Regions from separate parts of the Mus musculus genome. Here all the other regions are linked to region 7. Evidence: chromatin contacts called from public HiChIP or PLAC-seq, Micro-C, capture Hi-C and promoter capture Hi-C data. All regions are on one chromosome and are shown on one strand. Each heading gives the region's core, a stretch centred on a gene start, on an enhancer-like site or on the middle of the called end of the contact. The rest is flanking DNA. Distances are from core to core; before and after follow the strand shown. Region 1 holds the start of Timm44 (translocase of inner mitochondrial membrane 44). Region 2 overlaps Gm6410 (a long non-coding RNA gene). Region 3 holds the start of Cers4 (ceramide synthase 4). Region 4 holds the start of Elavl1 (ELAV (embryonic lethal, abnormal vision)-like 1 (Hu antigen R)). Region 5 holds the start of Ccl25 (chemokine (C-C motif) ligand 25). Region 6 overlaps Cers4 (ceramide synthase 4). Region 7 holds the start of Clec4g (C-type lectin domain family 4, member g).

The links. Promoter capture Hi-C pulls out the DNA fragments that hold promoters and counts their contacts. Hi-C and Micro-C count contacts between places; a contact is called where the count stands out from the background. HiChIP or PLAC-seq counts read pairs in DNA pulled down with a chosen protein or histone mark. Capture Hi-C pulls out chosen DNA fragments and counts their contacts.
Region 1: an H3K4me3 HiChIP or PLAC-seq map of pro-B cells shows a contact between it and region 7, with 2.7 times the contacts expected there. The contact joins the promoter of Timm44 here to the promoter of Clec4g in region 7. A contact is called at or near these places in 4 of 39 promoter capture datasets (embryonic stem cells, liver, neutrophils and 1 more), 3 of 484 Hi-C or Micro-C datasets (B cells, Sertoli cells and uterus), 4 of 115 datasets of contacts at active chromatin or transcription factors (bone marrow-derived macrophages, embryonic stem cells, large pre-B cells and 1 more) and 1 of 9 other capture datasets (liver).
Region 2: a contact with region 7 is called in an H3K27ac HiChIP or PLAC-seq map of large pre-B cells, with 6 times the contacts expected there. The contact joins the enhancer-like site here to the promoter of Clec4g in region 7. A contact is called at or near these places in 5 of 39 promoter capture datasets (the C10 cell line, cranial neural crest, embryonic stem cells and 2 more), 1 of 484 Hi-C or Micro-C datasets (the HPC-7 cell line), 3 of 115 datasets of contacts at active chromatin or transcription factors (double positive thymocytes, extraembryonic endoderm stem cells and large pre-B cells) and 1 of 9 other capture datasets (embryonic stem cells).
Region 3: a contact with region 7 is called in a capture Hi-C map of embryonic stem cells, with 3 times the contacts expected there. The contact joins the promoter of Cers4 here to the promoter of Clec4g in region 7. A contact is called at or near these places in 12 of 39 promoter capture datasets (the C10 cell line, the HPC-7 cell line, HPC-7-derived erythroid cells and 6 more), 1 of 484 Hi-C or Micro-C datasets (embryonic stem cells), 2 of 115 datasets of contacts at active chromatin or transcription factors (embryonic stem cells and stem cell-derived neural progenitor cells) and 2 of 9 other capture datasets (embryonic stem cells and liver).
Region 4: a contact with region 7 is called in a promoter capture Hi-C map of the HPC-7 cell line. The contact joins the promoter of Elavl1 here to the promoter of Clec4g in region 7. A contact is called at or near these places in 8 of 39 promoter capture datasets (the C10 cell line, the HPC-7 cell line, cranial neural crest and 4 more), 2 of 484 Hi-C or Micro-C datasets (the HPC-7 cell line and LSK cells), 5 of 115 datasets of contacts at active chromatin or transcription factors (the 230-238 cell line, the SCID.adh cell line, embryonic stem cells and 1 more) and 1 of 9 other capture datasets (liver).
Region 5: a contact with region 7 is called in a promoter capture Hi-C map of hippocampal neurons, with 2.3 times the contacts expected there. The contact joins the promoter of Ccl25 here to the promoter of Clec4g in region 7. A contact is called at or near these places in 4 of 39 promoter capture datasets (the C10 cell line, cranial neural crest, hippocampal neurons and 1 more), 1 of 484 Hi-C or Micro-C datasets (Th2 cells), 2 of 115 datasets of contacts at active chromatin or transcription factors (embryonic stem cells and large pre-B cells) and 1 of 9 other capture datasets (liver).
Region 6: a Micro-C map of embryonic stem cells shows a contact between it and region 7, with 2.8 times the contacts expected there. The contact joins the enhancer-like site here to the promoter of Clec4g in region 7. A contact is called at or near these places in 4 of 39 promoter capture datasets (the C10 cell line, embryonic stem cells, hippocampal neurons and 1 more), 9 of 484 Hi-C or Micro-C datasets (the G1E-ER4 cell line, embryonic stem cells, group 2 innate lymphoid cells and 2 more) and 1 of 115 datasets of contacts at active chromatin or transcription factors (large pre-B cells).

The regions. Positions count from the first base shown.
Region 1 is chr8:4,273,821-4,277,291 of GRCm38.p6, reverse strand. Timm44 (translocase of inner mitochondrial membrane 44) reads left to right here and starts at 1,387. Exons shown (of 13, transcript NM_011592.2): 1 at 1,387-1,449; 2 at 3,060-3,155. The coding sequence starts at 1,405.
Region 2 is chr8:4,676,273-4,679,969 of GRCm38.p6, reverse strand. It overlaps Gm6410 (a long non-coding RNA gene), which reads right to left. Exons shown (of 2, transcript XR_378684.4): 1 at 1,404-3,697. Among named protein-coding and RNA genes, the nearest start is that of Gm6410, 3.3 kb to the right of the region's middle. Within about 2 kb of position 1,304, at least 411 of the 459 cell types and tissues checked have an H3K27ac peak or open chromatin away from gene starts, as enhancers often do. A contact at or near this core is called in the HPC-7 cell line, double positive thymocytes, extraembryonic endoderm stem cells and 2 more, where this site is marked.
Region 3 is chr8:4,492,022-4,495,424 of GRCm38.p6, reverse strand. Cers4 (ceramide synthase 4) reads right to left here and starts at 2,020. Exons shown (of 11, transcript NM_026058.4): 1 at 1,835-2,020.
Region 4 is chr8:4,323,598-4,327,020 of GRCm38.p6, reverse strand. It overlaps Elavl1 (ELAV (embryonic lethal, abnormal vision)-like 1 (Hu antigen R)), which reads left to right and starts at 1,921. Exons shown (of 6, transcript NM_010485.3): 1 at 1,921-2,135. It also overlaps a transcript of Ccl25 not described here.
Region 5 is chr8:4,347,878-4,351,223 of GRCm38.p6, reverse strand. Ccl25 (chemokine (C-C motif) ligand 25) reads right to left here and starts at 1,636. Exons shown (of 6, transcript NM_009138.3): 1 at 1,569-1,636; 2 at 1,330-1,452. The coding sequence starts at 1,402.
Region 6 is chr8:4,510,210-4,513,895 of GRCm38.p6, reverse strand. All of the region lies in intron 1 of Cers4 (ceramide synthase 4), which reads right to left. Among named protein-coding and RNA genes, the nearest start is that of Cers4, 19 kb to the right of the region's middle. Within about 2 kb of position 1,470, at least 83 of the 459 cell types and tissues checked have an H3K27ac peak or open chromatin away from gene starts, as enhancers often do. A contact at or near this core is called in embryonic stem cells and group 2 innate lymphoid cells, where this site is marked.
Region 7 is chr8:3,719,237-3,723,036 of GRCm38.p6, reverse strand. Clec4g (C-type lectin domain family 4, member g) reads left to right here and starts at 2,386. Exons shown (of 9, transcript NM_029465.3): 1 at 2,386-2,446; 2 at 3,451-3,561. The coding sequence starts at 2,392. All of the region lies in intron 4 of Gm16553 (a long non-coding RNA gene), which reads right to left.

The DNA of each region.
Region 1 (3,471 bases), core at 138-2,637, 560 kb before region 7:
TGTGCCCACATTACATGAAGTAAATTAATAAATCTTTATTTCAGGGGGAGGAGGAGGAGAGAAGAGGAAGAAGTGGTTTGAAAATCTTGCTCTGAGAGCAACTGGCAGGTCAAGGCACTGTCAGTCATTGTCAACTGTATCTAGAGTTAATCAGCCTTGTTTAGTTTCCAGTTAAATATATATTTTGTAGTTCACCCACCTACATGCCTATCTCTAACACTAACATTGTCCTGTCTCAGAGTGGAGCTGTGACTCATTTGGTAGGGTGCTTGTTTAGCATGCACAGGTTCTATGTTCCATCCCCTGCAGTGTACATAAACCTTCTGTTGTGGTGCACAACTGTGATCAGTAACATTTGGGAGGTGGAGGCAGGAGGATCAGAAGTTCAAGGTCTTCTTCAACTACATAACAAATTGGAGGCCAGCCTGGAGAGTACACACACACACACACACACACACACACACACACACACACACACACTGAGCCATAGGAGTTTTGTTTCTTTGTTTTGGGGCAATCTGTGCACCAGTTTGAATACTTCAAAGGTTTTGCCCTTTTGTAGTCTTTTTATAAATTTTTTATTTTATGTGTATGAGTCTTTTGCTTGCTGGACTACATGAGACCCTCAAAAAAAAAAAAAAATCCGTCAAACAAAACAACAAAAACCCACCATTGAGATGTGAGCTATCCCAATTCTGTACTGAATGCTCCCCAATAGGCCTTTTTGTAGTCATCTTAATTTGTTTGTTTTTGTTTTTCGAGACAGGGTTTCTCTGTGTAGCCCTGGCTGTACTGGAACTCACTTTGTAGACCAGGCTGGCCTCGAACTCAGAAATCCGCCTGCCTCTGTCTCCCAAGTCCTGGGATTAAAGGCGTGCGCCACCACACCTAGCATCATCTTAATTTTATGTGTATAGGTAGGAGTTTTGCAGCATGTATGTCTATCCTCCATGACTGGTACCCTTGGAAGTCAAAAGAGGGTTTCGGATCCCCTGAATCTGGAGTTATAGGCAGTTGTGAGCTACCATGTGCGTGCCGAGAACGGAATCCGAATTCTCTGCCAGAGCAGCCAGTGGACTTAACTGCAGAGCCATCTCTCCAGTCCTCTGTCCTTTTGTAGTTCCCACCTTACCACGGATGGTCTCACAAAAATGCTTTCCTCCCTGAGCCTCAACAAGAGGCTTACCTGTCCTAAACTCTGCCCCCTCCCAGGCTGGATCGCAGAATCCTTGATGTCTTGAAGCATAAGAGACTTGGCTCCCAGAAGACCAATCGGGTTTCTTTCTCCTCTACCTCCCTCCTCCTCCTCCCCCCGGGTTTTCCCAGGCTGGTGCTGTTCTAGGCCGGCGCAGCCGATGACGCGATCGATGAGCGACGCAGGAAGGTCACACGGGCTCTTCCAACATGGCGGCGGCAGCTCTGCGGGGTGGCTGGTGCCGCTGTCCGCGGGTGAGCAGACGTGCGGGGCTGGTAGGGCAGAAATAAGGGGTCTGGACGCTCGGCTTTTAAGATCTCCTTCTCTTCAGTCCCGGATCGCTCTCGTTTTTTCTTATGGGTTCCACGGTTGGGTTAGGGTTCGGTCATTGGGTCAGCCGAGGCTTGGGAAAGTAGCAGGAAGGCCCTGGGGCGGGAACTGATCCCCCACCCCCTCTTCCCCGAATTCAGCGGCAATGCTCGAAGCTACCCTGGAACTGGTCACCTCTCACCTGTCGGTCTGTTCCCTCGTGCACGAGGGAGTCCCTGGTGTCTGGGGAGATGATACCCCATTGAGAAAACAGCTTGATGAAAGTTTGGTTTTTTCTCTCGCTCTTTAAAGTGACATTCACTGTTCCCGTTTGAATGTCAAGTCCTCAGCGGAGAGTGTTTCCTAAATTCCACTTCTAATGATCAGCGTGAAAGTGCAGGAAGTAGTTCTTGCTCTGGATAAGAACTAGAACTCTTGACTTAGGTCAATGTCCTGTTAATACACACTCAGAATATAAATATAGTTCTTTATATTGCTATTGTTTAACCCAGTCTCATTAGGTTAAGGAACGCGAAACTTAGATTAAGCAATCTGCTCACAGACGCGGAGCTAGTAGGTTGCTGATCTGGTCCAAAGCCCAGCTCAGTATGATTCTATCGCCAATTATTAGGAGGAAGGGAAATGTAAAACAAGTTATCCCAAGAGCAAACTTCAGTAACTATAGCCATACTGGTATGCATTTGGACCTTGAGAGCTTGTTTGGAGGTTCTACCTGGGAAGAGCAGGTATATGCTTGACCAAAGAAAGATCATCCTCTTTGACTAAATGTGCAACTTTGAGAAGAACACACGTGGAGCTGGAAGGAAGGAAGGAAGGAAGGAAGGGGGAAAATGACACCAAGTAGCTAGATCATTCAAGTCAACCCTGGCAGTCAGTGCAGTGATAAATGATACAGCCTGATCCTCTTCACTTCTCAACCTATGTGAGTTTGGGATGTTAACCAGTGATTACATAGCTAGGAAAAAGTGGAGAAGAAAAGTTTGTAAAATGAAAAGTGCTTCTGTTAGGTCATTGTGTTTCAGTGGACCTGTGCTGGACTCAACTGCACACAACTACGAGTTCATCATTTGGTAGGATCAAAAAGGGTCTTTCTCATGAGGTTACTGGATTCTCTGCCCAGAGGGGCTCTGTATTTAGAACCTTTGACCAGGGCATGACAGGTCTATTCCATAGTTTTCCCTGCACCAAGAAGTTGTTGGTTTGTCTTTGAAAGTTCTCCTCTGTAGTTGTTGGAGATAGGCAGAAGTGGAGTGGGCTTCAGTAAAGATTGGGTTACACTGTCACAAATATACTGCTCTTGTGGTTTCCTGGTACCTACCCACGTTCTCCCCAGTTTCAGGTGTGGGACTAGGTCCTGGAGGTGCTGATGCAACATATTCTCTTTCTACCTAATTACAGTGGCTTCTCGGATTTTTACAAAGATTGCATATTAGCTTACAACAGGCATGAAGTTAAGGTCAGCAAATGACTCATGGTGACCCTCAGAGTTACCCTCTTTTCTGAATGGCTCTTTCTCTTTTTCTTAACCAATTAGAGGTGCCTAGGCAGCGGAATCCAATTTCTCTCCAGCCACAACCTACCCCATGGTTCAAGCTACCAGATAAGCCGGCCAGGAAGAGAGCTGACACTGGTGAGTGACCCAGGATACCAATAAGCAGACCCAACAGAGGTCTGGGAAAAAAGGGTGGGGGCGGGGCATGCCAGCACCGTCACTTCAGGGAGTGTGGTGTGCTGCGGGTATTCACAATTACAGAGAGCAGCAGGCCTTGTTTCTGGATGTCCTGGGATATGCTTGCTCTACCTCCTGTTTTGTCAGCAACAAGGCACTTTTACACATACAGTTTGCTGTGATGGCTAGAAAAGGCCTCCTGTATCCTGCATCAGATTACATTCTCCCTCTCTGGCCTCTGTCTGTGAGTGTCTCACTAAGCATGGGTATTTAAATA
Region 2 (3,697 bases), core at 55-2,554, 960 kb before region 7:
TGGGCATGGTCTGAGAGTAGTGGGTGTGCCCTGAAGGAGGATGGGCGTGGTCTCAGAGTAGTGTGCTTGGCCTAAAGGAGGGTGGGCATGTTCTGAAGCTGCATGGGCATGGCCTAAATGAGGGTGGGCGTGGCATTTGAAAGCATGGGCATGAATATCATTTGCATATTTGCTTATTCACATATGCATTTACATGTACACTTGCGTGCACATTGCATATACAATTACATATCATTTGTATGTGCATTTATAAATACATTTACATATATGAAAAGACCAAAAGACAACTGGGATAATTCCCACAGTGACTCGCAACTGAGGATAGCCACGTGGGTAGGGTGTCCTCCTCAAACCTAACATGAAGAAACAAAAAAAAGATTCAGAAGTCAGCCAGTCCTTCTCAGTGACTATGTAAATGTCTATGTAAATTTGTGGATGTGTCCTCGCTGTCTATGTAAATGTCTATGTGTATTTGTGGTTGTGTTCTGAGTAACTATGTAAATGTCTACATAAATATCTCTGTAAATTTGTGGGCATGTTCTCAGTGTCTATGTAAATGTCTATGTGGGCGGGCCTACCAATGTGTGGGCAGGCCTAAAGATGTGTGGGAGTGGCCTAAAGATGTCTGGGCGGGCCCAAAGATGTTATGGAGTGGCCTAAAAGTGTCTGGGCGGGCCTAATTTGAGGTGTGTTCTGTCTCTGTAAATTTGGGGGCGTGTTCTAACTGTCTATGTAAATGTATATGTAAATTTGGGGGCGTGTTCTGACTATGTAAGTGTCCTAAAGATGTGTGAGAGGAGCCTGAGTGTAGTGGGAGGATCCTAAGGATGTGTGGGAGGGGCCTGAATGTAGTGGGAAGGTCCTAAAGATGTGTGGGAGTGTCCTAAAATGTGTGGGAGGGGCCTGAGTATAGTGGGCGGGTCCTAAAGATGTGTGGGAGTGTCATAAAGACGTGTGGGAGGGGCCTGAGTGTAGTGAGAGGGTCCTAAAGATGTGTAGGAGTGGCCTAAAAAAGTGTGGTAGGGGCCTGAGTGTAGTGGGAGGGCCTAAAGATGTGTGGGAGGGGGCTGAGTGTACTGGGAGGGCCTAACGTTGTGTGGGAGGGGCCTGAGTATAGTGGAAGTGTCCAAAAGATGTGAGTGTCCTAAAGATGTGTGTGAGTTGCCTAAGGATGTGTGGAAGAGGCATAAAGCCCTGTGGGCATAGCCTGAGTGTTGTGGGCGGGGCCTAAAGTCCTGTAGTAGTGGCCTGAGAGTATTGGGCAGGGCATGAAGCTGTGTAGGCTTGGCCTGAGTGTAATGGGTGTGGCTTGAGTGTAGTGGGAACAGCATTAAAGCCGTGTGGGCGTGATCTAGGTGTAGTGGGTGTGACATAAAGACGTGTCGGCAGCGGCTGTGACCTACCACGTCACGGCGGCTGTGGGAACGGAGGCGTCTGACTGACATTGGGGTCACCGAGCGACCGGGGCGCATGGGTCGCGGCAGTTACCGTTGGGACGGGGAAACCCCGGCCTCGGCGTCAAAGTCTACGTCAGTGGGCGTGGCAGTGCGCGCACACCTCGATGATGCCGGCTCTGACGTCACAGGAGTCAGAACGCGGAAGCGGGCTCAGGAACCGAATTCACTGTCTGTCTTCAGCTGAGGCGGAATTTACAGCAGGTGTAAGAGTGAGGCAGGGGGATTCCTGTGAGTAAGGAAGGAACTGAGGCAGGGGGATGACCGTGACTGCACGGACCTGAGACAACAGGAGAGAGACTTCCGGTACGCAGCAGGAAGCCCCGCCCGCTTGGCCTTGACTGAGGCAGGGGCTTGCGCTTTATTTTTCTTTTCTCAATATATAAACAAACGCAGTGATGTAGCCGCCCCCTCCGCCTGTCAATCACCGTCTCCGCCCACTGAGCTGTGCTCGCCAATCAGAGAAAAACCTCGCGGGGCTCAGAGGACCCAAACCCGGGACTGGGACAGAATTACGACTCCTAGCATGCCTAGGGGCTACCGCCACCTCACTTCCTGTGGCAAACAGGAGATCCCGCGCGAGGAGGGAAGTAACTACAACTCCCAGCATGCACTAGAATTATTGAACCATAACTTTCTGCGCCAGACAGGATGTGCCTCCGGCCCGGACAGGAAGTCCGATCGGTCTGCTGCGGCCGCAGGGGTTGATGGGAGATGCAGTCCAGTCAGGAAGCTTCGCCTCATGCGTGCCCCGTCCTGCTCGCTGTTTCCGGTCGTACCGAATGGCACCGTGACTGACGGCACGGAGAGGCTTCCAGTGGGCGGCGGGAGCCCCTCTGCGGCGGCGGCTGAGGAGCGAAGCGGGAGCGGGAAACGGAATCACTGTCTGCAGCTGAGGCACGGGGCGGGGGATGACAGCGGGTGTGAGAGTGAGGCAGGGGGATTCCCGTGAATAAAGGAGCTGAGGCAAGGCCATGACAGCAACTGCACTGACATGAGATGGTAGGAAGCCCCGCCCGCTGGCCAGTGACTGACGGCACGGGTTTCCAATCCCCGGTCATTGAACGGCAGGGGGGGCGTGTCGAGGCGGAGAAACCGCGGAACGGAGGAATATTCGAGGACGGGGAATCTGCGCATGCACTGCTGCGCCGGCGGGCTAGAGGACCGGAAGTCCAGGCTGCGGTTCCGCTACCACGCGAATTCTCATGCCACCCATACATTCAACATTTGGTCTCTGTCCCTAAATCACATAACATACAGCAGACACATCTGCTGTTCAATGTTAAGCTACTTTGCAAGCATGGTGGGTTTATATTTTTAATTTTATTATTTTGGATTTTGTTGTTCGAGATAAAAATTTCTCTGTGAAACCCTTTCTGACCTGTTAGTAGGTACAGACACATCAGCCACCTATCATGTTTTTGTACGATAAGCATATGCTTTTGTGCTAAGGAAGCTTCTTAAGAATACCATCTTGTTTAAGATTTACATGAGGAAAAAGGAATTAGATGGGAGACATCTCTGAAGTCAGGAGAAAGATGAAGAAACTACGAAGTCAGCAGAAGCATCATACAATGTGGCACACTCAGGAGAAGTCTAATCAAACTGTGCTGCACAAGAGGAACTCAGTGTAAATGAAAAACATTTCTGGCCGAGCCTCTCGTGGCCTTGGGACTGATAACCACAGCCCCATATGGTAGGAAGAGTTGTGCTCTCAGAATCTGATTCAACCCCTCCCCCTCCAAAGGCCCTGGCCCCACACCATTACCAGCACTCCCAAGCACATTCCTGGTTTTAGGAAACGAGCTCTGTTTTATCTCTACACCCAGACCTCTAGGTAAGCATCCAAGGAGCCAGCTGAGTAAGCCCGAGGCTGTGACTGGCTTCGCCAAGCGTGTTCCTGGGTTTCAGAAGGAGCTAGGTCATGCTCCAGACATGGGGACCTCAGGGAAAGTGTAGCTTGACCAGGCCAGTATGCAATACAACAGAGATTTCTTTCCTTTTCTTTTTTCCCTTTTTGGCATGGTTGTCATCTTACCCATGTGGCAGAACTATGCCTTTCTCAAGAAGAAAACTGAACCTTTATGGCACACCAGGCCTTGTTGATTGTGATTCTATAATGCCCCATTGAGCAGATGGATAGAGGCCTGCTCTTTGATAAGGAGGTGGGCCTAGTGGCTGGTTGTAAATTAAGTTTGATTCCTTTGTTATGGTTTGGAGCCATATTTCTGGGCAATCCTGTT
Region 3 (3,403 bases), core at 771-3,270, 770 kb before region 7:
TGGAACTCCACTCAAACTGACTCTACGGCTGGGAAAAGGCAAGCTGTAAAGGATGTGGGGCTTCCAGGGCAAGTTCATAGTCTGAGATTCCTTTCTTGGGGATCTCCATCCAACCAACAGGTCCAGGTCACCCCACTGGAGACCACACTGGTGCCTGGGACCTTGGCTGAGCCCAAACTGCTCTCTTAGGAAGCCCTGTCTCCTAAATCCCCGTATCACTCATAGATTTTGCAAGCTCAAGGCGTAACTGGCTTACAGAATGAATTCAAAGACGGCTTAAACAAGTTAGTGAGCCCGGGCGTGGTGGCGCACGCCTTTAATCCCAGCACTGGGGAGGCAGAGACAGGTGGACTTCTGAGTTCAAGGCCAGCCTGGTCTACAGAGTGAGTTCCAGGACAGCCAGGGCTATACAGAGAAACCCTGTCTCGGCAAAAAAAAAAAAAAAAAAAGAAAAGAAAAGAAAAGAAAAGAAAAAGTTAGTGAGGTGGTCTCAAAATAAAACCTAAGGACTAAGCTGGTGCTAGCTCAGTCAGTACAGCGCTTGCTATGCAAGTATGACAACCTCCAGGTTCAGTTAAGAGACCTGTCTCAGGAACTAATATGGAGAGTGAGAGAGGAAGGCATAAGAAGTCAATCTCTGGCCTCCACACACACATAGATGCACACACACATGCATACACACATTGACACCACAAGTTAGTGTACACACACACACACGTACACACACACACACACACACACACACACACACACACACGAAGGAAGGAAGGAAGCAACCAAAGTGCTGCAGCGGCAAAGTGCTTGTCTAGCATGAGGCCCTAGATTCAACCTAGCCCTTCCCCCAAATAAAATAAGGCCCCTTCCAAATTCTCAGAAGACCACCTCGGAAAGCTTCACACAGACCTTCCTCACATCTCACTTCCAAACAAGCATGAAACACAATTCTTGGGGGGAAACACAGAATTTCTAACTTACCTCTTATCACTTCACGCACCTTCCATCAGGGGTCCAGCCAGACGTCCAGGTTGCCCTGGTGTCTTTTCAACTTTCCCAGCATAGGGCAGGGTCTTCCTCTCAAGACACAATCAGATGGCTGTTGCTTGCTGCCTTAAACATCCCTTGTACACACAGCCCGGAGGATGGAGCTGTGGGCTCCTCATTGTCTTCCAAGCCCTGGTCAACCACTCCCTACCTCCTTTCTTCCCTGTATACACTCCAGCCTCTTTTCTGGTCTGCAAATACACCAGCCTGGCCATTTCCCTAGGATTTTGTGGCCTGGGCCCAGAAAGCTCTCCATAGCAGGTGCCCTCATGACAGGCTGCCCCTTTCCCTCAGACACCATAGGCTTCCTCACAACACTTCAACCTCCTTCCTCCAGGATTTGGATAGTGCTCTACACACTCCCTTGTTTCCCAGAGGCTGGGTCTACGTGGTTCCCGAATCTCTGTGTCTGCGGCCTTCGGCCTTCGCCTGTCGGGTCGGTAGCACCCAGCAGGCGCTCCGTACAAATTCTCTAGTGACAGACATTCCTGTGGCGCAGTGCCTGTTCACATGTCCGGATTCCCCACGTCACGACAACCCCCATTCTCTCCCGCGCGTTTTCTATTCATGTCCACCACCTGCACCTGCTCCATGGGGGCACCACAGCTCTCAGATCAGAATGCAACCTGATCCCCGACCAGATGGGAAACTCTGAGAAATACCTTGTCGGAGAAATGATGGGAAACTAAATGACTGTTTTGGCTCCGAGCCGGACTGCTCTTAGCCCTGGAGGAGAGGAATGTTTCGAGGGTATCTACTAGGGCGGCGCCCCCAGAGAGGGGTGATTGCTTACCTGGAGGTTCAGAAAGCAAGATGCAGGCCGAGGCGGTGCGGAGATCAGCTAATCCGAAGATGCCTTAGACAAGCCGCAGACCGCTCTGGGCCGAGAAACTCCTCGCTACAGAGCCTCCACCCGCGAGGGAGGAAATAGGACCGGAGGGGGCCTCCGGGAGGAGTTTGATGGGGCCTTGGGCGTGGTCTGAGCAGGGGAAAAGGGCGTGGCTTCAGTGCGGTCGGGCCCAGTGGGCCAAAGAACCGCTTGGTCCAAAACCCTGAGTCCTAAACTGCCCAACCGGCGGCCTGGCCTCGCCCCCACGCCACCAGGCCCCTCCCTAGACCCCCACCTTATAGTCGTTTGTCTCCTCCAGACCCCGCCCTGAGCCCCTAATCCTGCACCTTGGGACCCTCCCTCCAGCCTCGCCCTAGACTATTACCAGCTCCTTCAGTTTCCAGGCCCCGCCCACAGCCCCCTACCCGCCGCCGCCACCAGGACCCGCCCCCAACTCCACTCAACCTCTGGTCTGCTACTCCTCACCCCAATCCCTGCTTTCAGCCTCTTCCTCTAACTGGCAAGGCCTGGTCCCCAGCCCAGTCCAGCCTTATCAGGCCCCGCCCCGACCGGAGGCTGTTGTGGGCACCTGGCCTTTCTCCAGCCATGCTGTAGGTTTCTGCAGAGCATATCTCTGACGTTTTAACCCAGCAGCGTCTACTAGGCACTCTCTCTGGATCTTGTTTTCCAGTTCTAGGTCTCTTCTTTGTGATGCTCTGGCTTGTCTTTCTGCCTGCACTCTGTTTCTCAGATGCACTGCTAGGCTCTGCAAAGGAAGCTTGGATCGTTCTGCAGGCCTCAGCACCCCAGGGCATCAGTACTTGGAGTCGGTCAGACCAACCTAGAGGATTGCTGGGCCTGGGCCCACCAAGAAGCTGTCCACAGGATTGAAAAGGAGAAGGGAGATTACATTAATATGTCGGCTATGGTTTTGTGAGGTGCAAAGATCAGGCAAGATCTGAGAGATTAAGCTGAGATACAAGTCAGAGTGGGTGATAGCTGTTTCCACTGTTTGACCTAGGATAATGCAGGAGGATGTTGGCCTCTCCTTGCCTAGTACAACCAGAGGAAAGACAATTCTAGGGCAAGCAGTTAGAAGAGACTTCTAATAACTTGTCATCTTTGTAAAAGAGAATATAATATAAGGACATCAAGCCTAGCTCAGAAGGTAGACTGCTTGTCTAGTATACAGGTGTCCCTGAGTTTGATAAGCCAAGGGTGATATATAGACCAGATGCCAATGTGAAAGAGGAAAGTCACACAGGGTATTCCCAAGCACTTAGACCATGGGAGCCACTTATCTTGATAGTGACATGGAAATACAAGCCAGAGGTCCACAGAGAAGTGGAGGATTTGAGTGTACAAGGGTCATGGAGAAATGTTCAGTGGAAGTTACAACCAAAGTTGGATGGCTGAAGAAGAGTGGGGTGTCAGCTTTTTACTTGCATGCCTAGGCCTGCTCCACAGTCTGGAAGTAGTTGGGTGTCCTTGGAAGAAGCTACTTCTGGCTCTCTGAAGCCGAGTAAATTAACA
Region 4 (3,423 bases), core at 672-3,171, 600 kb before region 7:
ATGCTGAGCCATCTTTCCATCCTGTCTATGAACTTTTGACCCTTCTACTTTATCTCTTTGTGTATGTCATGAAGACACTCAACCACCAAACTATATCCATGTCCTTCTTTTCCCTTTCCTCTTCTTTTGTGAACCTCCTTGGATGTGCTAGGAAAGTACTTTACCACTAAGCTACGCCCTTGGCCCATAAGTTAATAATTTTAAAATTTAAGTTGCCATATAGCTGACAATTTTGTGGCTTCTTTAAAGTTTTACTGTACAGAGCTGATGAAGGATGTCCCAAGCGGAATATGCTCCCCTAACGGGGCTGCCTTGTCTGCCTTAGAGAGAAGTTGTGCCTCTCCCTGTAGAGACTTGATATGCCAAGGTGAGGGGCTCCACCCTCTCAGAGGAGAAGGAGAAGGGGACCAGGAGTGGGGGCAGCAATTGGGATGTTAAGTGAATAAATATTTTTTTTTTTACAAAGGACATCGCAGGCTATAAAGATGACTCAGCTGAACAGACATTGGTTGCTGAGTGTAAACCTGAGTTCAACCCCCATATCTCTTATGACGGAAGAACTGACGCCTCCAAGTAACCCTTTGACTCTCACATAGATGGTCACACAAACACATGCATATTATAATATATACATATTATACACATATACACAAACACCATCCTTTAAAAACACGTACATACATACAAACAAATACATACATAATATAAAAATTTTGAATATAACTTTTTTTCAAATCCTGTAGAACTACTTTTAAAAGGTTACCTACACGCAGCGGCTGTGTTGCAGGCCTGTAATCCTAGAACTTGGGAGATGAAAGCAAAAGGATCATTTCACTGACATCCTTCGTTACACAGAAAGTTTAAGGCCAACCTGGATCATATGAAACATCACCCTAAACCCCAGCAATCAGGAAACAGAGGCAGGCAGATCTCTATGAGGCAATGGTCAGCGTGATTTATAAGTTCCAAGCCAGGACTACTTAGGAAGATCCCGACTAAAAGAAAACAAACACGCTAAAAAACGGTGGACAGAGGTAGAGACAATAGAGAAGTTTTCAATCAAACAGGGTGGCATATACGTTTCTGATAGCACTAGTCCAGAACAGCAGCCTCCAAAAGGCACAGGCAGTTGTTTTTCTGGTCACTGCCCGACTGCCTGGCACATAGTAGGCATTTTAAATTTCGAAGGAAGTGGGGCTGGAAAGATGGCTCAGCAATTAAGATCACTGGCTGCTTTTACAGAAGACATGGGTTCAGTAGTCGGCTCCCAAACGCAGTTAACAATAGTCCCCCGGAGGATCCGACCTTCTCTCTGACTCCCATCTGCACTACACGCATATGGTGCACAGGGTTAACATACATGCAGGCTGAACACCCATGCATACACACTAAGAAAAATCTTAAAACCAAGAAATTTTAACTTTAGATTCCCAGAGGCTGACCATGCTGACCACATCCTTTAACCCGCTTCACCAGATAACAAAACTGAGGCCCGGCTCAGTGACGTCAGCCGGTGCTCAACTGCAGGCAGACCGGAAATGTCCGGGCCGGGATTCGAATCGGGGATCCTGTCCTCCTAGCGAGGGCTCCCGATGACCAACTTGCTTTCTCTGGACGTAAGCGGCTGCACAGCCCGCATTGTGAGGATCACACGACGTGCGTTCTATAAAGAGCGCCACTCTTTGGCCTCGACGTCCAGACGGCGTCCACTGCGGGCCAGGCTCCAACTCACCCTCTCCGCGGCCATCGCCAGCCACTTCGCGACTCCACTGGGCGCCTTGGTCCACCGCGGACGACGCCGACAGGAAGTCCCGCCTACGCCGCGCGCACCCGCGTACCGCGACAGCCATGCCAACCAATGAGCGTCGCTTCTTCAAAGACACTGACCAATAGCAGAGCGCGCTGAGCAGGGGGCGTGTCTGGGCCGCGGGGCCGGGGAGCGGGTCGTGCGCGCTGAGGAGGAGCCGCAGCCGTCGCCGTCGCCGTCGCCGTCGCCGTCGCCGTCGCCGCTACCGCTACCGCTACCGCTCTGCCGCCGCCGCCGCCGCCGCCACCGCTGCCGAGGCCGTGCGGAGCCGTTATCGCCGCGCCGCCCGCCCCGGAGCAGAGTCCCGGGCCTTCCCGCCCGTGTTCAGGTGAGGCCGGAGGCTTCGGCGACTTCCGAAAGAGTAGGCCGCGCTAGGGCCTGAGCTCGCCTAGCCCCACGGGCGTCCGCCGGGCCTGCACCGGCCGAAGGCCCCAGGCCGCGGTAGGCCTGGGTATGGAGACGCGCGTGTGGGCCGCGGCTGGGCGAATGGGAACCGACTCTGTTTGATTCAGGTTGGCGACAAGCCTCCGCCGGGCCAGATTCCTCTGGGCTCCCGCGAGAGAGGCGGGAGAAGGACACAGCGTGGGCACGCGCTTTGGGGGGCCGGGCTCCGAGGCTTGGGGGGCCCCGGATAGTTGATCTCGGAGGCCCGGTGATCCGGGGGTGGAAGAGTGGAGCGAGGACCTTGGGCGCCAGAGGTCATGGCCCACAGACTTGCTCCCTCGGGAAATCCCATAGATTTCTTTTGTGGACGATTTTCTGGACACACCGCGACGAATCATGAGGTCCTTTTAGAAGTGTGCAAACCTTTCGTCTGTGTGTAGAAGTCTAGAAGAGAAAGGGGAAATTTTTTCTTTGATCGCCATCTCTAACAAAGCTGTTTTAGGGACGTTTTCATTTGTAAAATAACGTGTAAATATTAAAAAGGCAATTGCACGCTGTTGAACAATGGGTAGTGATGATGGATCTTCCCTTTCTCTTGTCTTCTGCTGCTAAAGCATGCCAAAATGGGTTTGACGCCTACTATGTGGAGAGCAGGTGGAGAACTTTTTTGCACTAGACAGAGCTTCCATTATCGGAAGTGTCCATGTGGGACACCGCTGGCCAGAGCTCTAGAAGAGGCAAGATCGGATGTTAAAGCTTTCTTAACCTCCTTGTTACAGGCAGTTAGAGTCAGATAATGGTTGGTTGGGAGGGCCTGGCTGCCCTATGCATTGCAGAAAGTTGGATAGCATGCCTGGCTTCTTCTGCCTACTGAGTATTAGCATCTCTGCCTCCTACTTCTTCCAGTTGTGAGTACCAAAAACACATTGAGGCGTTGCTAGGGTTCTTTCTCTCGTTTTTTTCCCTCCACCAAAACACATACACAGAGAGGTGAGAAATCTTTAAGCAGTCTTCCTGGAAAAGTTCTTCCAGCCCTATCCGATGATCTGGGTGAAGCACCTAAGATCTTGAATAAGCCGTATTGAAATGCCTGTGAAATAGCATGGGGAAAGTATTGTGCAGATGTAAAGATGTGAGGAAACCCCCAGTACACATGGAATATGCAGTTAAAATAATCACCAGAATCTTTCAACAATGGACCATGTGTTCATACTTCACGGGCATGTCCCCAG
Region 5 (3,346 bases), core at 387-2,886, 630 kb before region 7:
GCTGCTAAACTGACCTAGCCATTCTTTGCCGATTCCCCTGTTAGTCTAACAAGAGCTTAAAGATTTCTTCTTGGTACCAAAGAGCCATACAACACAGACATGAATTAGACCTAATGCTCAGGAGTATCTCAACCTGGTAGGGAAGCCAAAAATGTTATCTACATGAAAGAAGGTGCACTGGAGCTGGAGGAGGTGCCCAAGGAGGAGGAGATGATCCTAGAAAGTTCTGAGGAGAGAAGCAAATGAATAAAGAAAGTTGGCAAGACAGTGGGTTCCTCGATCTGAGGACAAGTAGAGCCTAGTAGAGGTTCAGGGACAGAGTTCATCCTCCTTGCCATTGCTCCACCTTGGCTCTTGAGGACAAGGGGCAGTGGTGTCAGATAAGAAATGGGACTTCAGGGATCCCTGACAGGTGTTTTCCAACACTGGGGGCCATTTTTCTCCCAGGATCAAAGGGCAGAGGTTGGGAGTGGCCCAGATAGCAGAATGGGAAAAAAAAAAAAGCCAAGCTTGGCTTTCTATGGGTACGGTGGAAGCTTGAAGGTGCACGACCTGTCTGTAGAAGAGCAGGCAAGGCAAAAGCAGGGATCCTGGTCCTCAACCTGGCCTGGGATTTTGCCTTGACACCTGCTGGGACTTCACAGTTTTTTCTGAGATGAAGCACCCAGTGACAGGACTCTTGGGGGATGCTTCATGCCCCTGAGAACTGGCCTTGGGTAACTGAATCCTCCAGTACCTGCTTTCCAGGAGGCCAAGAAAGAAGACAAAGATGGTTCCCTGACCACAGGGCTGGGAATCCTGTTGCAGCTGAGAGTATTTTGCAGTTCATTGGATCCTTAAATTTTCATTCCTGCTTAGCAGATGGGGACACTGAGTCCCACACAGAATAATCTTAGCCCCTTGCCTAGATTACACAGGGAGGAAAGGCAGGGAATGCAGTCTGGAGAGTCTTCAGGGTTCTGAGCTTAACTTCACATCCCCTAACTAGGCAGAAGAAGGGCATCAAAATGCATTTCTGGCTAAGTGAATTTCTCCTCAATTGGAATCCACCCTCAGGTTCCTGCAGCCCCTAAACCTCTTGAGTCTTGCAAAGGAAGCACTTCAGAATGAAAGTGAGGGATCTGGGAGTAAGTAGCTGGGGACACTTCATCTCTACCCATCTACCTCCAGTAGTACCAGGAATTCTTGTTATGCCCAACCTCCCAAGAGACACTGAAGAGTTCAAAGGATACAGAATACAGGGAGACTTCAACAAGTGGAGAAGGACAAGTGAGAAGAGAAAGCAATATGCCCAAACCGGGGCAAGGTAGGTATAGCTAAGGACAATACCTTGGGCATGGACAACCGGCATCCAGGCCCCAACAAAACAGGCAACCAGGCAGGCAAAAAGCCACAGTTTCATAGTGAAGGTTAGATCTCCTCTCCAGATACCTGAAGGTTTAAGGGGGCCACCTATAAAAGTGGAAGGAAAGACATCAGTATCTCAAGCCACCCCTGGAACTCTCTGAAAGAGAGGCAGATGGCAAAGGACTTGCTCTAGCCTCTGCTGTAGTCAGAAAAAGACTCACCAATGCCTTTCTGGTCCTGAGAGCTGGTGCCTGCTTGTAGCGTGTATTGCCTATGGGATCAGTGAACTGGCTTCATTCTTTATAGTCAGAGCCCCACCCTGCAGTGACCTGCCCCCTCTCTTCTCTCCCTCCCTCCTCCTGCTCCTCCTCTCTACCAGCTCTGTGAGACTTGGGACTTCTCTCTCCTTCAGATAGACCAAGTCCTATTTTACATCTGTCTCTGCAGGTTACCTGCCCCATGAACCTTGAGGCACTTTATGCAGCCAGGCCTCTCAATCAGTATCCCCTCCCAATACCTTATTATGTGAGGTCCAATACTGTCCGCAGCCCTCTCCCTTACAAGCTTTTTATTCCATCTCCTCACGGATCTTTTTATAGTTAGCTGCGTTTAAAAGTTTTATTATTTCTAATTTTTATTATTATTTTGTACATGAGAACAGGGCACACATAAATCATGGCGTATCTGTGGGGTCAGAGGACAACAATCTATTCTTTCCTTCCACCTTGTGGGTCTTGGGGATGAAACAAAGGTCATCTGATTTGGTGGCAGGTGCCTTTACTCACTGAGCCACGGAGCCATCTTGCCTTTTCTTGCTCTCTTGCTCTGTCCTGGCCTTAACACGTTTTCCTGAAATTTCATAATTTCTTTCTTTTTCTTTTCCTGTTTGTTTGTTTGTTTGTTTTTGTTGTTTGTTTTTTTTGAGACAGACTTTCTTTGCGTAACAGAGCCCTGGCTGTCCTGGACTCACTTTGTAGACCAGGTTTGTCTTGAACTCACAGAGATCCGACTGCCTCTGCCTCTGCCTCCCAAGTGCTGGACCATAATGTTATTTTTTAGTTGCTGAATAAAATTCCAGTTGCTGGCCCACTTTTAAAATTGTATTTATTTGGGAGGCTGGGGACATGAGAACCATGGTGATCTGGGGGCAACTTTGCAGAGTCAGTGGAGCTTGGAATCAAAGTAAGGTCATCAAGTTTTGCAGCAAACTCCTTCAGCCAGCTCCCGGTCTGGAAAGGTACACTTTCAGTGGGGCAGTGAGTGATACGGAATGAAAGCCATTCTAACAAAACTGTTTGTAACCACAACACTGGAAAGAAAGTAATGTTCTGGTTTGGAATGTGAAGCCAGGATCCAGGTGACAGCGTCTGTTGTCTGCAGGAAGCAAAACAAGATTCATTTTGAAAGCATTTCTTCTTTCCTTTGGTTAACTTGACCCTCTGGGGGATAGGGGCAAAGTGTTTAGGAAGATGGGGCGGGGCTGGACGGGGCGGGGAGGAGGAACGGGGAGGCCTGCCACAAGAACTCACAACTAACCGCTTTTAACTTTTCATCACTCGCATCCGCAGCTAGCGACACGTCCTTTCTCTGGGTATTCCTCACACTCCGAACCTCCTGTTGTATTTAATTCTACTTAGTCGGGGTCTTTTGCCCTCTCCCACCCCCTACCCCACTCCGCGGGGCAGTGGAGGGTGCTGGCCGGCTGCAGGTGAGTGAAGCTTAAGGCCCCCCAGGATGATTAGAGCTTAGAGTTCCACACACCAGAGCAAGTCATAAAGCTTTGGTCTGTGTTTGGAGAATAGCACCAGGGGGCGAGTTTTGAGGAATGGCACCTGAGGATGAATCTTGATGGTGTAGATTTGAGTAGTTTTGGTGGGTAGAACTTTACAGCCAGTTTTCAAATGAGGAAGATATAAACAGAAGAGCTTATGAAACCAGGGGGTGCTTTCTGGGTGGGGCTTACTCCGAGGGTGTGGCGTGCAATCCAGCCACTGCAGCA
Region 6 (3,686 bases), core at 221-2,720, 790 kb before region 7:
TTTCCATTTTCTCCTTTGAAACTCAGCTCCATATCCTCACATCTCATATATCCAGTCTGAAATATGAGTACAACAGATATGTACTTTACTGGGGAATGGAGTGGAGGTGAGAACAGGAGGTTCCATCCTGGCTGGTTTAATTCCTGGCTCAGTCATTTACCAGTTATGTAACCTTGGGAGCAGATGCCTTGCTCTCTCTGTGACTCAGTTTTCCCATCTGTAACTGGGATCCACAATAGTTCATTCCTAATAAGTGGCTGGAAATGACGCCTACAGCCGTGTGAGAACAGTGCCAGTAATGATTTGGGGGAGGGAAGTGGTCCGAGAAAGACTGAGGGGTCACTGGTATGTGGCAGCTTCTGGATGATGCTTTGTGTGGTGAGTGGTTTATGCGTACATGGGCAAGTCCACGAGCTCTGCATGTACATGTGGAGCCCAGAGGTAGACCCTAGGTATCTTCCTAAATTGTTTCCCACTTTATTTTTTTGAGCCAGGTTCTCTCACTGTACCTATAGTTTACAAGCTGGCTGGAATGCCCAGTGAGTACCCAGGATCCCCCTGTCTCTAATCCCCAGCACTGGAATCAGAAGCATTTCTGTGAGTGTCTTCTTGCTTGCAGAGCAAAGGTGCCACGAGGCAGTGGGTGCTTTTCTTCTTCATGCTCCACTCCTCAGGTCCCCACACTCCCAGTTCTGAGAGTGGAACCCAGAACCAGGCTAGGCAAATGCTCTCCAATAACACATACACCCAGCCCCACACTGGTAGATTCTAGACAGACAATCTACTTTTGAGCCACAACCCCAGTCCTATGATGGCACTCTACCACGAAGACATGACCCTTGCCCCTCACTGGGGGATTCTAGAAAGGGTCTTTTCCACTGAGTCACACTCCCAGATCCACAATGGTAGATTCTAAGCCTGTGCTCTACTGCTGAACCATCCCCCCTCCCAGCCTCTTATTAAGAGGAGCCTAGGGAGGTCCAGCCCTCCTGGTGGGTTCTAGGTAAGGATGCGCCATACAATTCCAGCTCCTTACTGGAAGATGCTAGAAATATATTGCGTCTGCAGTGCCGGGATAGGTCCCATGGCCCGTCAGATGCTAGCCAAGCACTCACCAGTGAGCCACCCCCACCACATCCCCCAGCACCTGGTTTTCAAAGTCAGGGTCTCCCAGAATATCCTGGCATTCAAAATCCTCCTGCCTCTGCCTCCCCAGTTCTGGGATGGAAAATGTGCATCACCACCAGTTTTCTAGGTGATTCCTAGGCAGTTCTCAGCCTGGAAACCCTCCTGACCTCTATTGTCCTTCCCTTAAATTCTATGCCTTGTGCTCAAGTTGGGTTAGGCCAGAGCAGCCTACAGGGCAATGAATGTGAGCGAGGTCAAGCAAAGAGTCAGTGTAGGTTGCTGCGCCAACATGTCCGGTCTCGACCTTTATTATCCTCAAGGCCCTCCTACCCCTGTGTTTCTCCCTTCTCCCTCAGCTTGCCAGCTCTTTGAAGCCCGGCTGGCTCCTCTCCCAGCCAGGCCCCTCCACCTGGAACTCAGCTGATAATCCCTCTTACTGACTAAAAATATCCCTCGAGGAGAGAGACCAGGGCTTTGTGCTAAGGGGCCCAGCATAGGGACCAGCTAAGCTGAAGGGAAGAGAGAGGCAGGGAGGAAGGGAGAAAAGAAAGGCGAGGGGAGTGGAGAAAGAGCTAAATATCCTACCCTGCCCTGCCTACGGTGGGGGTTGGGGACTGCTGTGTGTTTAAGTTTGATCCTAGCTGTTCGGAAAGTCCTGTTGTAACCAGCCTAACAGGGATAAACTCACTCTAAACAAACACTTTGGGCCCCTCACTTTGGCTATCAGAGTATTGAAACAATGAGCCCCAAGAAACTGGAATTTCCCCCCACCCTCAACCCCAGCCCCAACCCCCAGGAATCTCCAGCTGGGAGAGAAGAAAGTCTAAAGCCTGGGCCAACAGAGGAGAACTTTCTCCAGGAATGAGGTTTACACTTTGCCAACAACTTGTCAGACCACCTCGCTGAAGACAGGAAACCCAGACAGCACTGGACGGGACCACACCTTGACTGAGATGGCTTAGACATCCATAATTCTGGCCTCTACTTAACTCTTCACCTCCCTTTAGGACCCCAAACACAGTTTTGGGAGAGTCTCTAAATTTCTTTGTCCCACTTCACAATGTAGCCACACTGAGTAAATCTGCTTTTCACTGTTAATTTGGCTGTTCTAATTGACATATGGGGAATAAGTTGCCAATTCTGGCTTGTTGGAGCACAGGCTGTCACCACAAATCCTATCACACCAGTACCCCTCATCAACCACCAGAACTTTGCAGGGAGCAGGAACTGCTTTGTTTTGTTTTCTGTCTTTCTGAAAACAAGATTATGGGAAAGTAAATCAATCAAGACCTCCCTGACACATTTCCTGGGGAGGCCCATTCCTGCCTGGGCTCACCTGATTCCTGCAGGTAGAGGCCTAGAACTAAACACATCAGGGGCTCTACAAGATGAGGGGAGTGTTTTCAGATTGCTAAAGCCAGTCCTGCACTGGACTCCTAGCTGTCCTTTCCAAGTGACCCTGGCTCCCCCCAGGGCAACCAGCAAGTGCTGATGACCAGACAGACTGAAGGTCCAGAATACATCTCACAAAGATCTCAAGGAAGGCCCTAAGTCTAAGACTCTGCCTTGCCCCACCCCCTCAGAGGTTGCCATGTTTCTGCCCTCCACACTTGAACCCTGATCACCCCCTCCCAATTCAATTCTCAATGAGGCAGCTTGTTGAGTACTTTACCCAGGACCTCGGTAAGTGGGAGCGCTTGTCCCCAACCTTCCTCTAGGTGGAGGAGAGAGCCAACTACTTACTGCAAGTTGTAGTTGCAGTGTCACATGTGTGTACACATGCACACATACGCTTGTAAAAATTGTTTTAAGTGTCAATGCTAGGAGCTGGGTGTGGCACACATCTGTAGTCATAGCCCTTGGAAAGCATAGGAGGAAAAATGCAAGTTCTAGGTCAGCAGCTTGGCCTATAAAGGACCAGGCTATGGCTCGATTGGTAGAGTGATTACCCAGCATGCATGAGGCTCTGGTTCCCAGACCCAACACTTCATAGGAGTTGTAGTGCATAACTGCAATCCCTACATTTGGGAGGTGGAGGCAGATGGGTCAGAAGTTGAAGAGCACCATTGGTTTGGAGTTTGAGGACAGTCCATGCTATATCAAACTTTGCTTCAAAACAAAAATTAAAACAGAAGGGCAAGATGGCTCAACAAGTAAAGGGTGTGCTGCTAGATGTGATGACCTGAGTGCAATTGCTGAGACTCGCATGATGGAAAGGGAGCACTAGCCCCCTCAAGTTGTACTGTGACCTCAGCATGTGCTCTGTGACACATGTTTACCCACACAGACACACAAGTACACACAAAATAACAGAATGTAAAACATAAAATGAAATGGAAAAGGTTGTTTAGTACCACAATATATTGAGTTTCAAGTTTTTTTTTTAGTGAAGTGCTTTAGAAGGTTCAGTCATTAAGACCAGTGACTGCTGTTGCAGAGGACCCAAGTTCAATTCCCCGCACTCACATGGCACCTCCTGTTCTGACAGTCTAGTTCTAGTGGATCCGGTGCCCTCCCCCGGCACTGCACATACATGGTGCACAGACACAAATGCAAGC
Region 7 (3,800 bases), core at 1,137-3,636:
AGGCCCTCACAAAAGCTGCTTTAAGTAGCCTCCCGCTACTCCCTGACGACACCTGACTGGGACTTTAATATGGCAAAAGGTAAGGGGCACCTGAAGGTCCACCACCAGGCTCCACTGTCTCAGGGGGCTGCATGACCACCCACACATTTGACCAAGGTACATGAGGTTAAGCAGAGAGCAGAGCGCCAATATACACCCTATGACCCCAGCAGCACTGTGACTATGGCTTTTATAGACCAGGCTAGCAGAAATATCAGGAAAAAGTGCCAAAGGCTAGAAAGACAGGGTAAATCATTGAGGGATTTAGTGCAGGCTGCTGAGAAAGTCTACCCTAAGAGGGAGACAGAGGAGGAAAAGGAGCAGAGACAGAGAAAGAAAGAAAAGCGACCCGGAAGGAATCTACAGAGAGTCCTGACTCTCGGGTTAGAGGATGAATACAAGTTGTTTGAGACCTTGGACAGGGCACCCCAGGAACTAGACTGGTGATTCTAGGCCTTTCCCCAGGCCTAGCCTGAGATGGCAGGGATGGGGAGGGCCACCAACCAGTCCCCTATCCATATGGAGCTCAGAGCCCAAGCCTCCCTGGTGTCTGTGTGCCAATATCCTATATTGAGGGAGGCCCAGAACGGAATCCGGCCCCACATTACCAGGCTCCTGGAACAAGGGATCTTATGGAAATGCCAATGGGCTTGGAATACTCCCGTCCTGCCTGTGAAAAAACCTGGGACCCAAGACTGAGGAGGACTATCCAGAGGTGACTAAACTCCTCTTAGAGGAGCTGAGAGGCTTAAGATACAGAGCCTCAGCCACGAAGGCCCAAATCTGCCAGAGAAAAGTAAGTTATCTGGGCTACCTGCTGAAGGACAGCGGGTTCTGCTCTCCAATGCTGGCTCATAGAGACCATCCTGGACACGGACTTTGAGACCAGCCTATATTACTTAGCCTTTAAGAGACCCTGTTTCCACATGAAACTCAAGAAGAAGAAAGACCAAAGTGTGGATACTTTGTTCCTTCTTAGAATGGGGAACAAGATACCCATGGAAGGAATCACAGAGACAAAGTTCGGAGCTGAGATAGAAGGAAGGACCATCCAGAGACTGCCCCACCCAGGGATCCATCCCATAAACAACCACCAAACCCAGACACTATTGCATATGCCAGCAAGATTTTGTTGGCAGGACCCTGATATAGTTGTCTCTTGTGAGGCTATGCCAGTGTCTGGCAAATTCAGAAGTGGATGCTCACAGTCATCTATTGGATGGAACGCAGGGCCCCCAATGAAGGAGCTAGAGAAAGTACCCAAGGGACTAAAGGGGTCTGCAACACTCTAGGAGGAACAACAATATGAATTAACCAGTACCCCCAGAGCTCGTGTCCCTAGCTGCATATGTAGCAGAGGATGGCCTAGTCGGCCATCATTGGGAGGACAGGCCCTTGGTCTTTCGAAAATTATATGCCCCAGTACAGGGGAATGCCAGGGCCAGGAAGCAGGAGTGGGTGGGTTGGAGAACAGGGCAGAGGGAGGGTATAGGGGACTTTTAGAGAGGAAACTAGGAAAGGGGATAGCATTTGAAATGTAAATGAAGAAAATATCCAATAAAAAATGTAACTTCAAATATATCACATTGCTTTAGGTAGTAATTACATAATTTAACAAAGGGAACCTTACAATAAACTTTTAAAAGCTTTAAAAAAGAGAGAGAGACCCTGTTTCCAAAAAAAAAAAAAGGTGGATGGGGGTCACCATGACAGCTCAATGAATAAAGGAGCTTGCTGCCAAGTTTGGCAATTTGGCTTTGATCCCAGAATCCACATGGTGTAGAGAGAAAACCAATTCTCACACGTTGTCAGGTGAATGTACATTAGAGGGATCTCTAATCCTATGCAAGAACCCAAAACACACAATATAACTAAATAAATGCAATATTTAAAAGATAAATGGTGCCTGGGTAACAACACTCCAATCTGTCCTCTGACCTCCACAATCACACACATACATACATTTACACAGAGAGAGACAGAAGGTTGAGAACCACTGGTATAAACCAAACACATATCTTCTTGGCACTGTGTGTATACATTATGTATGTCTCCTATCTGTGCATGGGTGCTGTGTTCCTGGTCTATGCCTCCATAGACACCAAAAGATGAGTCGTCACACCTTCTGTGCAGGAAACACAGCTACAATGATCAAGCCACAGAGGTTTGATCTGCCCCTCACAGTCCTAGCCTTGCCCAGCACTGCGACTGACCATTAGCTGGCTTCCTACACAAAAGTATTGAGGCCACCGACATGGAAAGGAAGGAAGGGAGGGAGGGAGGGAGATAGGATAGGGCTAGGGTGGAGACTTAAATTTATATCTCTGTCCAGGGCTGGACGCCACCACCACCATGAACACTGGTGAATACAACAAGCTGGGCAGTGCAATTGAAGAGGTCTCCAGAGGTAGGAGAAAGAGAATCACCCCATCGTCCTCCATGGGTTCTTCTGTTCTAATGTTTGCAGTTTGGGAGGGCTGGGGAGAAGAAACGGCAAAACCATACAGGAGACACCACTGTATGGACAGAACTGTGGAATGGTGGTGCCCGCAGCACAGGCATGGGGACATCACATCCTGGAGTGAGGACTTCCCAGGGTCCTAAGGGCTGGGTCCTGGGTCCTGGACTGAGAAACAGCATCACCCAAGTCTCCCCCAGAAAACCTGTGTGGGGACAGGTATCACTCCAGCCACAGACACCTTGTTACATAGATTCTGGTTACACTGGCATAAGAATTCTAAGACTGCTAAATATGCAGCTGGAGCCATGGGTCCCTCCATGTGAACTCTTTGGTTGATGGTTTAGTCCCTGGGAGCTCTGGAGGGTCTGGTTGGTTTATATTGTTGTTCTTCCTATGGGGTTGCAAACCCCTTCAGCTCCTTCTTCAGTCCTTCCTCTAACTCCTCCATCGGGATCCCCATGCTCAGTTCCGTGGTTGGCTGCAAGCATCAGCCTCTGTATTTGTCAGGCTCTGGCAGAGCCTCTCAGGAGACAGCTATTTCAAGCTCCTGTCAGCAAGCACTTCTTGGCATCTGCAATAGTGTCTGGGTTTGGTGGCTGCATATGGTAGTCTCTGGATGGCCTTTCTTTCAGTCTGTGTTCCACCTGTGAAGGCTCAGTGCCCCAATGTAGGGGAAGTCTAGGGTGGTGAGGTGGGAGTGGGCAGGTGGGTATGGGAGCACCCTCATAGAAGCAGTGGGGGGTGGAATGAGATGGGAGTTTGTGGAGGGAAACCCAGGAAGGGGGATAATATTTGAAATGTAAAAAAATAAAATAGCCAATTAAAGACTTTTTTAATTTTTAAAATTAAATTTAAAAAAATTCTAACTATGTTGTGTGGTGGTAGGAGGGTACTTAAGCTGTCTGTACCTCTGTCCTGGAGAGAGCCAGAATTTATCTGTGTTCTACTAGGGCAATTGGGACGTTGGGAGTGCTACAAACAAAGACTTTTCTTCCTGGTCTTGGCTCTGCTGGTGGCCACAGTTCTATGGGCTCTCATTCTGAGCACCCTACTGTCCAGTGGTGAGTGATGTATTTTCATGTGTACATGTCTGTGTCTGAGGGTATGCCGCGGGTGTACAAGTGCCCACAGTGGGTAGATGGCATCAGATCCCCTACAGCTGGAGTTGGAGACACTTGTGAGCCATTGCATGTGGGTGCGAGTGCTAAGAACCAAACTCAGGTTCTCTGGAACAGCATCTCTGAACCATCGCTCCACCGGAGTGATCCCTTTACAGGGACAAGTTATGCTGCCTGGCAGG